3 separate regions of the Mus musculus genome follow, and regions 1 and 2 are each linked to region 3. A link is a contact called in public Hi-C data. All regions are on one chromosome and are shown on one strand. The core of a region is the stretch at or near the end of the contact, and the rest is flanking DNA. Distances in the headings are between cores, read along the strand shown.

Evidence for each region. Hi-C and Micro-C count contacts between places; a contact is called where the count stands out from the background.
Region 1: a Hi-C map of cortical neurons shows a contact between it and region 3, with 1.9 times the contacts expected there. The contact joins the promoter of Rps23 here to the enhancer-like site in region 3. A contact is called at or near these places in 1 of 39 promoter capture datasets (hippocampal neurons), 3 of 484 Hi-C or Micro-C datasets (the N1E-115 cell line, cortical neurons and nephron progenitors) and 2 of 9 other capture datasets (adipose tissue and liver).
Region 2: a contact with region 3 is called in a Hi-C map of the N1E-115 cell line, with 2.5 times the contacts expected there. The contact joins two enhancer-like sites. A contact is called at or near these places in 1 of 484 Hi-C or Micro-C datasets (the N1E-115 cell line) and 1 of 9 other capture datasets (pancreatic islet).

The regions. Positions count from the first base shown.
Region 1 is chr13:90,921,626-90,925,787 of GRCm38.p6, reverse strand. It overlaps Rps23 (ribosomal protein S23), which reads right to left and starts at 2,666. Exons shown (of 4, transcript NM_024175.3): 1 at 2,589-2,666; 2 at 2,042-2,201; 3 at 1,342-1,462; 4 at 1,056-1,251. The coding sequence starts at 2,592. The coding sequence ends at 1,105.
Region 2 is chr13:91,135,265-91,139,257 of GRCm38.p6, reverse strand. The region is part of intron 3 of Atg10 (autophagy related 10); the gene reads left to right. Among named protein-coding and RNA genes, the nearest start is that of Atg10, 87 kb to the left of the region's middle. Within about 2 kb of position 2,502, at least 4 of the 459 cell types and tissues checked have an H3K27ac peak or open chromatin away from gene starts, as enhancers often do. A contact at or near this core is called in the N1E-115 cell line, where this site is marked.
Region 3 is chr13:91,037,104-91,041,442 of GRCm38.p6, reverse strand. Atg10 (autophagy related 10) reads left to right here. Exons shown (of 8, transcript NM_025770.3): 4 at 455-593. Among named protein-coding and RNA genes, the nearest start is that of Gm46434, 110 kb to the right of the region's middle. Within about 2 kb of position 2,057, at least 128 of the 459 cell types and tissues checked have an H3K27ac peak or open chromatin away from gene starts, as enhancers often do. A contact at or near this core is called in the N1E-115 cell line, cortical neurons, hippocampal neurons and 1 more, where this site is marked.

The DNA of each region.
Region 1 (4,162 bases), core at 1,417-3,916, 120 kb after region 3:
CTCGATGGCCTTGAAGTCAAACCGGACTACCTGATGGGATTAAAGGTGTGAGCCTGTGTCACAGCTTCCTTGAGAAAAGGCTTGGAAACAAGCTTCATGTTGGGTGAAATTAAGGCTGAAAACCTGTGGATACCTCAGCTGACCTGCTAGGAAGCATTGTATGAAATCTGTAGCCAGACTTGGGTCTACTCTAGTGCTGATACAATCTGTGATTTTTTTTTTTTTGAGACAGGGTTTCTTTGTGTAGCCCTGGCTGTCCTGGAACTCACTCTGCCAATCAGGCTGGCCTCGAACTCAAGAAATTCACCTGCCTCTGCCTCCCAAGTGCTGGAATAAATTAAAGGTGTACGCCACCACGCCCAGCTGTGATTTGTGATCTTCCCTTGAAAATATAACCCCTGTGAGGGCAAGGTTTGCAGAGATTAAAGAATGCTTTGAACCAATTAGGTGCAAGACAATAGACTCAAGTAGCAAGAGCAAAGCGGGATACAGGGTGTCTCCTTCATTTACTGAGGAAGGTCATCTGAGCTCGGGTCCTGCAGCTTGCAAGTGCTTTACTCTTGAGCTCTCAGCAGCCCCTTTCACTGTATACCTTTGAGGTAAAAATTACCAATTTTAAGGTATGCATTCTTCCTTGCTCAAACCTTTCCCTGTGCCCCCCAGTTTACTTTAGCCCAAGCTCTCCACAACTAAGCACACAAATTACACCCCTCCCACACACCCAAAGCATTCTTCCTGCCCCTTGCTCCCAAATACTGGGATTACTATAGCCTTACCCTCTAGAATTCTGCATACTAAGTTCTCCACAATCACCGAAAATTATCCTATAGACCAGGTCAATTAAAGACCTCTATGACACTTTATTAAACTTGACAATTGCCAAGGAACAATAGAAATTCAAGGCACATTTAGAATACTGCACATGTTGACAGTGTCCACTTATTGCAGTGTTATTTCTATACTGTAGCTGTAACAGTTACAAAGTATTTTAGTAGCTGTCTCCTAAAACTGGTAAAATATTTTTGGAGTTTCAGGGCAGGAAGTAAGACACAAAATATTTTTTCAGAATATGAAAATTTATTACTGTGTTTCCATTGTCAAATTTTATGATCTTGGCCTTTCTTTCTTGCCTTTGTATAGAGCCAACAGAGAAACATTGGCTACTTTAACCACCTTAAAGCGGACTCCAGGAATATCACCTACAGCATGACCTTTTCGACCAAATCCAGCAACCAGAACTTCATCATTTTCCTGAAATAAAATAAAGGCCATTTTAGGTATCAGTGGCAATTAAAATACCCACCTGGCAAATTAAATATTAAAAGAAATAAAATAAGTCACCTCAATGAAGTTCAGGCAGCCATCATTGGGCACGAACGCTGTGATCTTCTTCCCGTTCTTAATGAGCTGCACCCTGACGCACTTCCTGATGGCAGAATTTGGCTGTTTGGCCTCAACCCCTCTGCAATATCAATGGCACATGTGAAGTCAGTAAGGTTTTTAAAATTCGATTAAGAATAAAAGTAGAAGCAGCTCCTAGTCAATCCAGTCTCAAATCCTGCAGATGCCACTATTTTAATGAAGTTTTTACAGGCAAAATCGAACTTTAGCGCCACTGGAGTGGTAAAAATGAGGATTCAAACTCTTGTTGCGAAATTTGTGAACGCCACACACAAAAAAAAAAAATCATCACTCTAAAAAGCCAATGCACCAGAAACATGCCAGAAAAGGAATTTTCTCAACTCCAAAAAGATACTAAGAATGTACCAGCTGCTTAAGGTATAGCCCCCCCCCCAACTGTTCAATGTATGCTTTAGTATGTACTATATTACTTTTACTTCTTCCATTCCTTCCAGACTACAGCCGAAATTAAAAACTTTAGTAATCTCATCCCTGGCCGAACATAAACAAGCACATTTCCCATTTTTTCCTTATAAAAACCCCAACCAACGCAGGCTCAGGATCTTTTGCGACTTTTGAAGAACTACTTCGTTCTCAACTACGGTAAACCATCGCTTCTAGCGCGCAGCTTTTGACTTACACTTTTTCCAGCACAATTCCCTTTGCATGAGAGGCACCCCCAAACGGATTGGCCTTCAGGGCTGTGCCCAAGTGGGCTTTCTTGTACTGTTTGTCATGCCACTTCTGGTCCCGTCGGTGACTGCGGAGCTTCCGGGCAGTTCGGAGACCACGACACTTGCCTAAAAAACACACATCACTGAATGCTCCGCAAACCGAGCCCGCGCTTCCGCACACGAGCTTCAGCAGAAGGGACGTTTGCGCCAGAGACCTGTGGCTCCTCTTAGCACGTGGGCCAATTACCCTCGAAATCCCCTAACTCGGAGCTGCACACAAACCCAGGCTGGGGCCTTTACGCTTACTTAAATTTCCAGGGTAATGGGTCCCGGCAAGGCCGCCCGAAGGCCGCAGGAACTCTTCCGTATGGCCACGTGCCCGCGGGACGGCGCCCCTTCTCCCGACCTCCGCCCGGTTACAGCCCTACTCTCCGCTCTATCTCCCCACGATAGGCCGTATCCCGAGCTCTAGAGCCCTGCGGCGGCCCCTCAGCCCAGCCCCGCACAGCTCACCCATCTTGCCGGCGCCACGGGCCCAAGAGAAAGAGAGAGGAGGTGCAGGAAGGACCCACAAGGCATTGCGGGAAGCCCCGCCCAGCCGAAGGCCCCGTGCGGCTGTCCAAGCGGCGCCTGTACCGGGGAGTGTGTGGGTGGAGGAAACGATTCAGTGCCTCCACTTTTGTGAGACACAGAGTTTTGTTTAATATGTATCAAATCCAAAGCAATTTCATTTACGCTGTTATTTCCTTTTCAGGCAAATGACAAGGCTAGAGGAATACGGACTACCAATCCCAGAAATCTTTGCGCTAACTGCTCACTGCGCAGGCGTCCTCTGCAACTCCCTCAACCCACCCCCCCACCCCCCCACACCTCAGGCCCAGGGCTGGGCGGTGCTAATTCGGAAAGGGCGGAGCGGGGTGGGGCTGGACGGAGTAGGAGGTTCCCAGCGTCAGTAAATTGTAAATTTTAGTGAGGCAATGATTCAGTGATGAAAAATCGATTATTTTTGTTGTTGTTGTTTCTAGCCAGACTTGAGCTTTAAACAGTGAGCTGACATTTGTTGGTTGTGCGTCCTTGCTTAATTCTAGTACCTTTACAACCCGAATCTTTCCTGTAGTTTTTCTGGGATGTTGAGTCACATAAAAATGAAAATTTTAATGTCTTTGCACTGGATATTTGGCAGTTAAGAGAACGAAGATTTTTCTCGTTAAGTTTATATTCTAGGTAAAGGGACAGAGCCTATAAATATAAAAAAATATCTTTACACACTGACAAATGTTATAGAAAAATGAAGCTTTTTAGTGAAGGGGTGGACTTTAAGAAGGTATCCCTGTAGGTTACATTTGAGCTGGGAGCCTATATTTAGCATAGGATACAGCCTTCCAGAAGTGAAAGGTGGTTCTCTTGTCAATTGAACTGAGAGATTAAAAAAAAAAAGCAACAGTGGTTCTGAAAGCCTGGGCATTACAGAACTTTACAGCTGGGCATGGTGGTGCATGCCTTTAATCCCAGCACTTGAGAGGCAGAGGCAGGTGAATTCCTGAGTTTGAAGCCAGCCTGGTCTACAGAGTGAGTTCCAGGACAGCCAGGGCTACACAGAGAAACCCTGTCTCAAAAACAACCAAACAACCAAACAAACCAAACAAACAGAACTTTACCGCAGTAAAGCCTTCTGAAACTCTCCTCTGATATTAAATCTTTAGATTTAAGCTGGGGATTCTTTTTTTTTTTTTTTTTTTTTTTTTAGATCTGTTTATTTTATGTATGTAAGTACACTGTAGCTCTACAGATGGATGTGAGCCTTCATGTGGTTGTTGGGAATTGAATTTTAGGACCTCTGCTCCCCGGTCGGCCCTGCTTGCTTGGGTCAACTCCATTTGCTCAGTCCCTGCTCTCTCAGGCCCAAAGATTTATTTATTATTATACATAAGTACACTGTAGCTGTCTTCTAACACTCCAGAAGAGGGCATCAGATCTCATTACGGGTGGTTGTGAGCCACCATGTGGTTGCTGGGATTTGAACTCGGGACCTTCAGAAGAGCAGTCAGTGCTCTCACTAAGCTGGGGGATTCTTTAAGAATACTTTG
Region 2 (3,993 bases), core at 1,253-3,752, 97 kb before region 3:
CAGAGATTAGTTGTTTTCAGATATCTGAATGCTTGCTTTTGTGCAGGAGAGTAGAGTTTCTTGGTTTCGGAGGCTGACTACTGTCAGAGTCTGACAGCTGTTCTAGACTAATCTGTTTAGCATTACCCAGAGTGACACTGAAGAAAATGCAGACCTAGGACCATAATCCTTGTTAGTGGAGACCTTCGGCTGCAGTCAGGACAACACCCCATCCACGCCCCACCTCTTGGAACAGGAGAGGCATACTGAACTGCCCAGAGACTTGCAGCAGCCAGGCACATGAGGAGTCACTGAAACCAGTTGGCTGGAAGTGTTGAGGGCCATGTGCTACTGAAGGGCAATGGGCATGGCCCTCCAGCTTTGTATGTTCAAAAGGTGGCAGAGGTGTGGAGTTTAGGTACATGGTTTGAGAAACACATTGCATGAAGTTCAAATAACCTTTATCTTCGGGCAGCAAATGTTCCTTAGATGATCAGTGTATATAACTCCTTACTTCAAACAGTTCAGGAAGGATACTTGAATACTGTAGAAGAGTAAACCAGGGACTTCTTACAACTTAATGGCTAATAAATAGTTTATGAATAAATCCCACTTTGTTTCTAGACAGAGTCTGACTTTGTAGTTCAAGCTGCATTATCTCACTGTGTGTCCAGGCCTGGCTTTAAATCCATGGATGTCCTCTTTCTTCCTTTATCCTACCAAGTTCTGAGAGCATAGGTGCGAGCCACCACTCTTGGCTTATATTAAGTTTTATATTTTAAAACGTACAAAAAGATACCTCTGCTAATAGCTGAATTTTCAAAAGATCTGCTTTGTGCCATATAGGAAATCAATTCACTTTTCTGTTCTATCATGGCCCACCTGTCTTGATTATAGAAAAATAGCTAGATTTAGATTTATATGCCTGTGATATCATCTACAGTGGATTTTAAAATATCAAAGCGGAACTGGCAAGTTGACTCTGGAGCAGGTCAGTGTGCTTGCAGCCAGAATTAACGACTTGAGTCCCCTCTCCTGGTAGGAGTAAAGAACTGAGTTCTATAAGATATTCTCTAGTTTATGCTCTGTGACCTGTCACCCCCTCTCATGCACAAATAAACATTAAAAATTTGACATGAAATGGGATGGAAAGGGAACATCATGATCTCTACCTTTTTGACTAACTGTAATTTAAAATTATCATTAAAATGGGATAGATGAAGATCCAAATCTCTGTGGTTGACTGCATTGCAGTATCTTTTGTGCTGGTACTGGGAAGCAGAAGTTCTTGGAAGTCGGTCAGTGGAGGTGAGACATAGAATCACTGCTGTGACTCACCTGCTACATTTCTGACATCGTGAGAAGTAAGACCATGTCTTTCCCAGCCCCGCCCCCGCACAAGCCACGACACTGACTTATCATCCTCCATGCAGAAAAGGGGATATCCTAAGGACGACAATCAGAGCTGCCCTCTGGGATCCGATGTTTTGTGTGACACTTGTTTTCATAAGTACATGTTTGGGCTTATACTTCTCATTGTCAGTTTATGAACTTTCCTATTGGACTGAAGACTTTTCATAGTAAAAGGAGATGTGATCACTTGGCTGCAGTGAAAACACGGCTAACAGCTATCTGCTTTGTTGAATATGGGCTTTACTGAAAATCCTTATCAAGCCTCGTTTCTATAGATGAGGTGATAGTTTGGGGTAGAAGCAGGAGCACAAACTGTATATTCCATTTATGTCAGTTTTCTTTCCTAAACATTTTACTCGTTTATTCTTAGATTGTTTTTCGACATTATTTGACCATGTCATACATTTCTGTATATAGTAGATCTAAATGTACCTCCAGGTCCCCTTCCACCTCCCTGACAACCTTCATCCATCCCTCTAGTATCTTCATGACCTTTTTTGCTTTTACCCATGGAGTCCAGTTGATTTCACATGCTGGAATGCTGACTGGTCCGTTGCTTGTGCAGGTCATGTGTGGGTACCCAGAGCTGCAGTGAGCCCATGAGTGGAACAGCCATCCGTGTGCAGAAAGTGGCCTTTCACAGCATCTCTTCCCTTCCTCTGCCTGCTGCAAATTTTCTGCTCCCTCATTCGTGATGTTCTGAGTCCTGGGGTGTGAAGTATTGATATAGATACCCCATTTAGGGCTGAACATCCAATAGTCAGTTTCTTAGCCCTTTGACCAGTTACAAGCCTCCATACTAACTGCTGTTCCCCGCAGAAAGAAGCTTCTCGGGGCTGAGAGTAATATTCACCATGGTATGAGCATAAATATATAGAAGGCAATTTTTACAACAAATCTATTTGACAAAACAACACTAGGTTCCCTGCGAGGGCCTCCTTAACAATGGCATTCTGGCTAGGTTTAAAGTACCAGCTATTATGTTCCCTCTTGTGGAGTAGGCTTCACATCCAACCAGAAAGTGATTGGTCACTCCCAGACTAGCCATCCCACTGTTACACCAGTGGGTCCAGTGTGCCTTGCTGGTCAGTATTGTAGCATGCAGCAGGATCCAGTGCTGTGTAAGGCCACCAGTGTCTTGTTTTCTTCAGTGTCCTGCATAGCACCTCTGGCTCTATGAGAACTAGCCAGCAGGGAAGTTTTCATATCTGTTCTGGCTTTATTTCTGTATGTCATGCAGAAATACAACCAGATGTGTTGTTATTTTCAGCAGTAAGGCCTTACTATGTAGTTATGGTAATGGTAATGTAATCACATTGCAGAAGGAAGGACAATGACCTGTGTTGTTTGGGGGACCTCTGAGGCCTGACCAGTGACTCACAGGAAGGCATCCCACATCTGGTACTGAGATTTTCATTTAATATCCATGTCTTCTGGGGGAAGAATTGTTCATCCATGCAGAGTACCTGTGTTCAAACTCCTTCATAAAAATTACATTTTTGAATTAGCCTACAAAGTAGTAGAATCCTGTAAAGAAACATCCTTCTTTCTTATTAATGTGCCCCTGCCCTTGCTATATTTCAATTAAATAATTATTTTTGATGAAAGAAATTGTTAACCTTAGTTCATTATTAACTTTTAGGTCATAAAGTAACCCAAGAAAAATTAATAATCTTTATAAATCATATGTATGTATGGTTGAAAAGTAACAAAAATTTGAAAACATTCTGTGGAACTCTTAACTTGCTGGCTCAAAAAGGTCAAAAATATAAAATTGAAGAAGCAGGGACAGAGGCTCTGTCATACTTAGTATTGTCCCACTCAGTAAGAGGAAATAGTGAGATGCACATGGAGTGTCACCGTTGATAGTAATGAGGAGCAAATTACCAGCGAACATTTGCAAGGGAATTACATGGTTAATGGCTTTTATATTATTGTATCTGGAGTTTTCCTGAAGCTCCATTACTGACATTCCATTTCTTTTGCAGAGGGTTGGAGATGGGCACCGAGCATATTATTATTATTTATTGGTTTACTATCCTTGATACTTCAGAGCCTCAGGTTGCACCTTCAGATTACATTTTTTTTAACTATGAAAATGATAGAATCATAAAAGTAGCAATAGTATGTTACTGGAAAAAGAAAAAAAAGAAACAGATTTTTGTCCTAGGGCCTAGTAGTTCACCAACTGAGCCTTTCTTTAGACAACCGCAGGTAGGATATCATAGAGGGTGAAGTCTTCAACGAAAACAACCCATTGTAAACTCCCTGAAGCATCAACCCGAATTTCACTGGGAGAGGCGATCTCAGTGGCCAGGAACACACCCAGAGAAGGATGACCCTCCGAGAAGCCTGTCTTCCTATATGCCCACTGCCCTCAGGGGTTACTGAAGGGCTTCTTGGACGAGTTCTATTTTGTATGTCCAAAGTAGACTCATATATTAGGATATTATTTTTTTCATGATGGAACAAATGGCAAGCCACTGTTCTTAGTAAATGTTAGCAATTTCTCTGTAAAGCAGTTGCTAATTTTGGATTGAAGTATAGATATGACGATAAGTGCAAATGATGAGTAAGAGGCATGAATAGCTTAGTATTTGG
Region 3 (4,339 bases), core at 808-3,307:
GGCCTCTGTTCAGTTGTTAGGGTGGTTTTTTAGCTTTCACAACTCTTGTTGCTAAAAATCATACAGTGGAAACTTCAGAGTTGTTGCTTCAGTAGTTCTCTGTGCTTCCTCCACCCCTGCACTCACCCCTGCTCTCACCCTTGCCTCCAACCCTGCTCCCACCCCAAACCCCATCTTATTTCTCTACTCAGAGCTGCTTTGTTTCCCCCAGAACAATCTGGAATTACTTACGGTTAATGTTTTCTGGCATTACTGTTTACCTAGAACTCAAATGTTCAATGTTTGTGTGGGTAGCTCTCCCTTTTCTTACCTCCTAACCTTGAACTTAACTGGTCATTTGCAAGGAGAAGCTCTCACCCTTCTCTTTCCATGTGTGCACTTGGGTTTTGTTGTTGTTTCTGTATTCATTGACATACACAGTTTGGCTTAGTCTCTGCTTTTTTTCCCCCCCCAGGAGAATTTAGAGCTACCAATGGATGATTCTGAAGTGACGAGACCTGCAGCGGTGGCAGAAGTGATTAAACATGAGTATCATGTCTTATACTCTTGTAGTTACCAAGTGCCGGTTCTTTACTTTAGGGCAAGCTTTTTAGGTAAGACCATGTCTAATACAGAAAGCAAATTTATAAACTTTCCATATAAGACAGGGAGCATATTTGGAAAATCATTCCTGAGAGGGGAAGAAAACAGAGGTTAAAAATAAAAAGCTGTAGTTGAGGTAAGGTTTCACCAGTAAAACTTCTCATGCTTCAGAAAGAGCAGACTTCATAGTGAATGATATCATCCCAGCCTTAAATCTCATCTTCACAGTTTTGGCCCCTTGCCTGAAGTTGACTAAGCCCCCTGGCCTTTCTTGACTTTAAACAAGTAGGAACAACTTAAAGCTGCAATGTTTATTTACTTCTAACTTTGCAGTAAAAAATTTCTTTCTGTCTCAAGTGATGCCATTAACTCCTAAGTTCCTGGGCTTCTTTCACCAAGAGCTTATGGTTATTTCAAGAAATGCTTATTGGTTAGGTTAAGGGGTATTTAAGAATAGCAGTAACACCTCCACTAGTCATCTACACACCTCATGCCTCAGTGCCTCGATATGCTGTGATCTAACGCATTGCCTGACAAGAAGGTGGACACCTTGTCTCCTTGGAGGCCTCTGCTAATGATGCCACATGGAGTCCTCACACTGCAGCTTGGAGATGTCTGGGTATGCCCTGGGTAAATTAGGTCAACTTCAGGCCTTGGACTCAGAGCTCCATCCAGTCCACCTCTTACCTTGTGTGTGGTTTTGTGCATGCCTTTCTCGGTAACAGTTTGCATTTGCAGACTACTAATTTCTGGATAGCTAAGACATGTGAATTTAGCCAATGATCTCTTATTTTTAATTAAAAAGTAGCATAAGCTGCTTTGAGTGTGTATTTGGTGGGTTTAATCACTCACTGCTTTATATTGTTTAATGGTCTCCAGTTTTGCAGGGCTGGCAGTTTTACAAGCACTTACGATTTAAAACAAGAGCAAATTCTTAGAGAATCCCTGGTGAGAAGATTTTAATCTGAGGTGCAGTTCCTAAGAACTGACAATTTTGGGTAAATTTTTAACCTGGGACTTGAGGACACAGATAGTTACTAACTCTCAAACTCTTGCTGCAGATTCATCCATATGATTACTCCTAACCTTTAAAACATTTGCTTTATTGTAATAATATTTGATTTAGAGTCCAGAGGTTAAAGAGGATTTCTTGTCTCTACACTGTGCCCTCTACTAAAAGTTGGGGAATATATTTGTTACGTGGGGTAGAGGAGGTGGGGAATGCTTCCTTGATTCTAGTTTGCAGTCGCCCTGCCTAGCGCTATCTAGATTCAAAGACAAGCCAGGGCTGCAGGTAGAGGACACAGGGCACTCATTCGGATTCTTCAGAACTGTTCTTTCATGTGATCGGTATTCACTGTAAGCACTTAATCACCAGAGACGAATTTCCAGAGACAAAACAAGTCCTTTAGCTTGTCAGCATCAGGGATGCGAGGGATTGCAACATGGCTGCTTCTAGCTGGAAGTGGGTCTTGCCGAGACCGGCTGATGAGCTCACGCTGGCTCTGTGCTCTGCACGTGCCAACAGCTCCCCTTACAGCACAGCACAGTGATTGTTCCTGCAAGTCCAATTATATTTTAATGACATTAGTGTGCTTCCTGCATGCCTTTCTACATGGTGATTTTAGTTCTTAAAACACACATACACAAGTAGCACTCCTGGTTCTATTTTTAGAATTTCAAGGCACCCTTCCTGTGTACCTGATAAAGAAAACCAAAGAGGTCATTTGTTTTTTGTAAAAATATATTCCCAACCTCTCATTCTGTCTTGTATGGAATTGATTTTTAGTTCTTTTTAATTCCAGAATTCATTTGCTTATGCACATTAAAATATGGGATTATATTTTATAAAGCATATTGAGATGTTTTCTTGTGGAGAAAACTGGAAAATGGTTCATTGCTTGATCATTCTGTGTACTTTTAAATTTTGCTTTTACCTAACGTAAACTCAGGGGCCTTCTAAGAATGCACCATTCTTCATTTATGAGTCATTTTTTAACGTATTCTCCCTAGTCCAGTCCTCCTTTCAACGTCTGCTTAGCCTGGCTGTTCATGTGTTAAAAGTCTGATGGTGTAGAGAATGCATTCCTAGCGTCGTCTTCTTATTCCAGGCCTGGGCTTTTGTTATTGGTGGTGGTTTTGTTGTTGTTGTTGTTGTTGTTGTTGTTGTTTGTTTCCTACCAAGAGAATCTGACCTAGAAACAGGATGATTGTAAAAATTCTTGCCCAAGGGTCTTGTCTGTCTGTCTTTCTTTCTCTTTCCTTTTTTCCTCATTCCTCCCCATTTTTTCTTTTGTTTGATGTTGCAAAAAATAGTTTATTTGTTTGTGACAGGAGTTAGAGTTTCTTTTGCATCTGTTAGTAAAAATCAATTTCTCTGCTTAACTTTGATTTTTTTTCTATACACTCACACACACACATACACACATACACACACAGGAAAAGTAAAGCAAGGGTTTGGTAGTTCCCATTGAAACTGACATTGCCCCCTTTATCAACTGGTTGAGATTTCTTCTGAATCTGTTTTGTTTCTTGACATGCAAATCCACTGTGCTTTGAGTTCCTGTGGCTCCTGTATATGATTCAGTGTCTGCCTGAGACTCAGCTAACATGCTGACTACCCTTGCTCCTCCCACGTCCTGTCTCATATCTCTCATCAGACCATGTCATCACCTCACACACTGCAGTATAATAATGTGTCTGTTTATTTGCCCTCCTACCAGATGGTACGCAAACATATAAAAAGTAGTGAAGGATATCAGTGTTGATTACCTACAAAGTGAGAAGCATTGATTATGGATCTGTGCTTGATAGTTACGTGGCATTTTACACACACGCCATGCTCACCTTGCTAATTTTGTTATTCACATCGTCATCCGTAGGCAAGCATCAGCAGATGCTTTCTGGATAAGTCAATAGTGAAGACTCTCTAAGCATTTCTAAGTATAGCCAAAAGACTAAAATATTGTGGATGTAATACTGTTCTCACTGTTGTGACAAGGTATAAGGAAGAAGTGGTGGTGCTCTCTCCAGGAGACCTAAGGCCAAACTATTTACATATCTTTACTATTGAATCCGTTGCTTCTCAGAGACCATAGATATAGTAAACTAAGGAGAATGGAGCATCCTGAAGACCCAAAGCATGAATCCAGCCTAGCTGAGCAGCTATCCTATCTCTAAATAGGTTTCTTTATGTGATTCTTGAAGGCAGATGGCCAAGTTCATGTAGCCTTTACTTCCGGATGCCTCTCATATCAGTAAGACTCCTAAGAACATGGTGCTTCCTCTTTTACTTTCCCTACTACTGCTACTACTACTGCTGAAACAAGGTCTCACTCTTTTGTCTAAGCTTCCCTCACTCACATTTCTCCTTCTGCAAGCCTCCCAAAAACTTGCTTATGGTTGTGGGCGCGACCATGCCTAACCAGGAACTTGGTTCCCAAAATGATCGCACGGACTGAAGAGAAGTGAGTTCTTCTCGGGGCTCTGTTTCTCTTAACTGCTTTTGTCCTTGTTGGTTTGGGCAGGGCAGAGGTAGTACTATTTATCATCAAGTTTTTGAGTGAGAGGTCTCTGCCCTTTTCTTTGAGAGGCTGCAAAAATAAAAATAAACCATAATGAGTCTGGTTTTGAGTTCTGTCTTGTGGATTGACTCCCCACAGAGCATCAGTGTTATCCTGTATATATTGGTGCATCTCTTTTTCTACCTTGTACTTTTGTGGTGCTGGAGTTTGATGAAAGGTGTTGTATGTGCCCC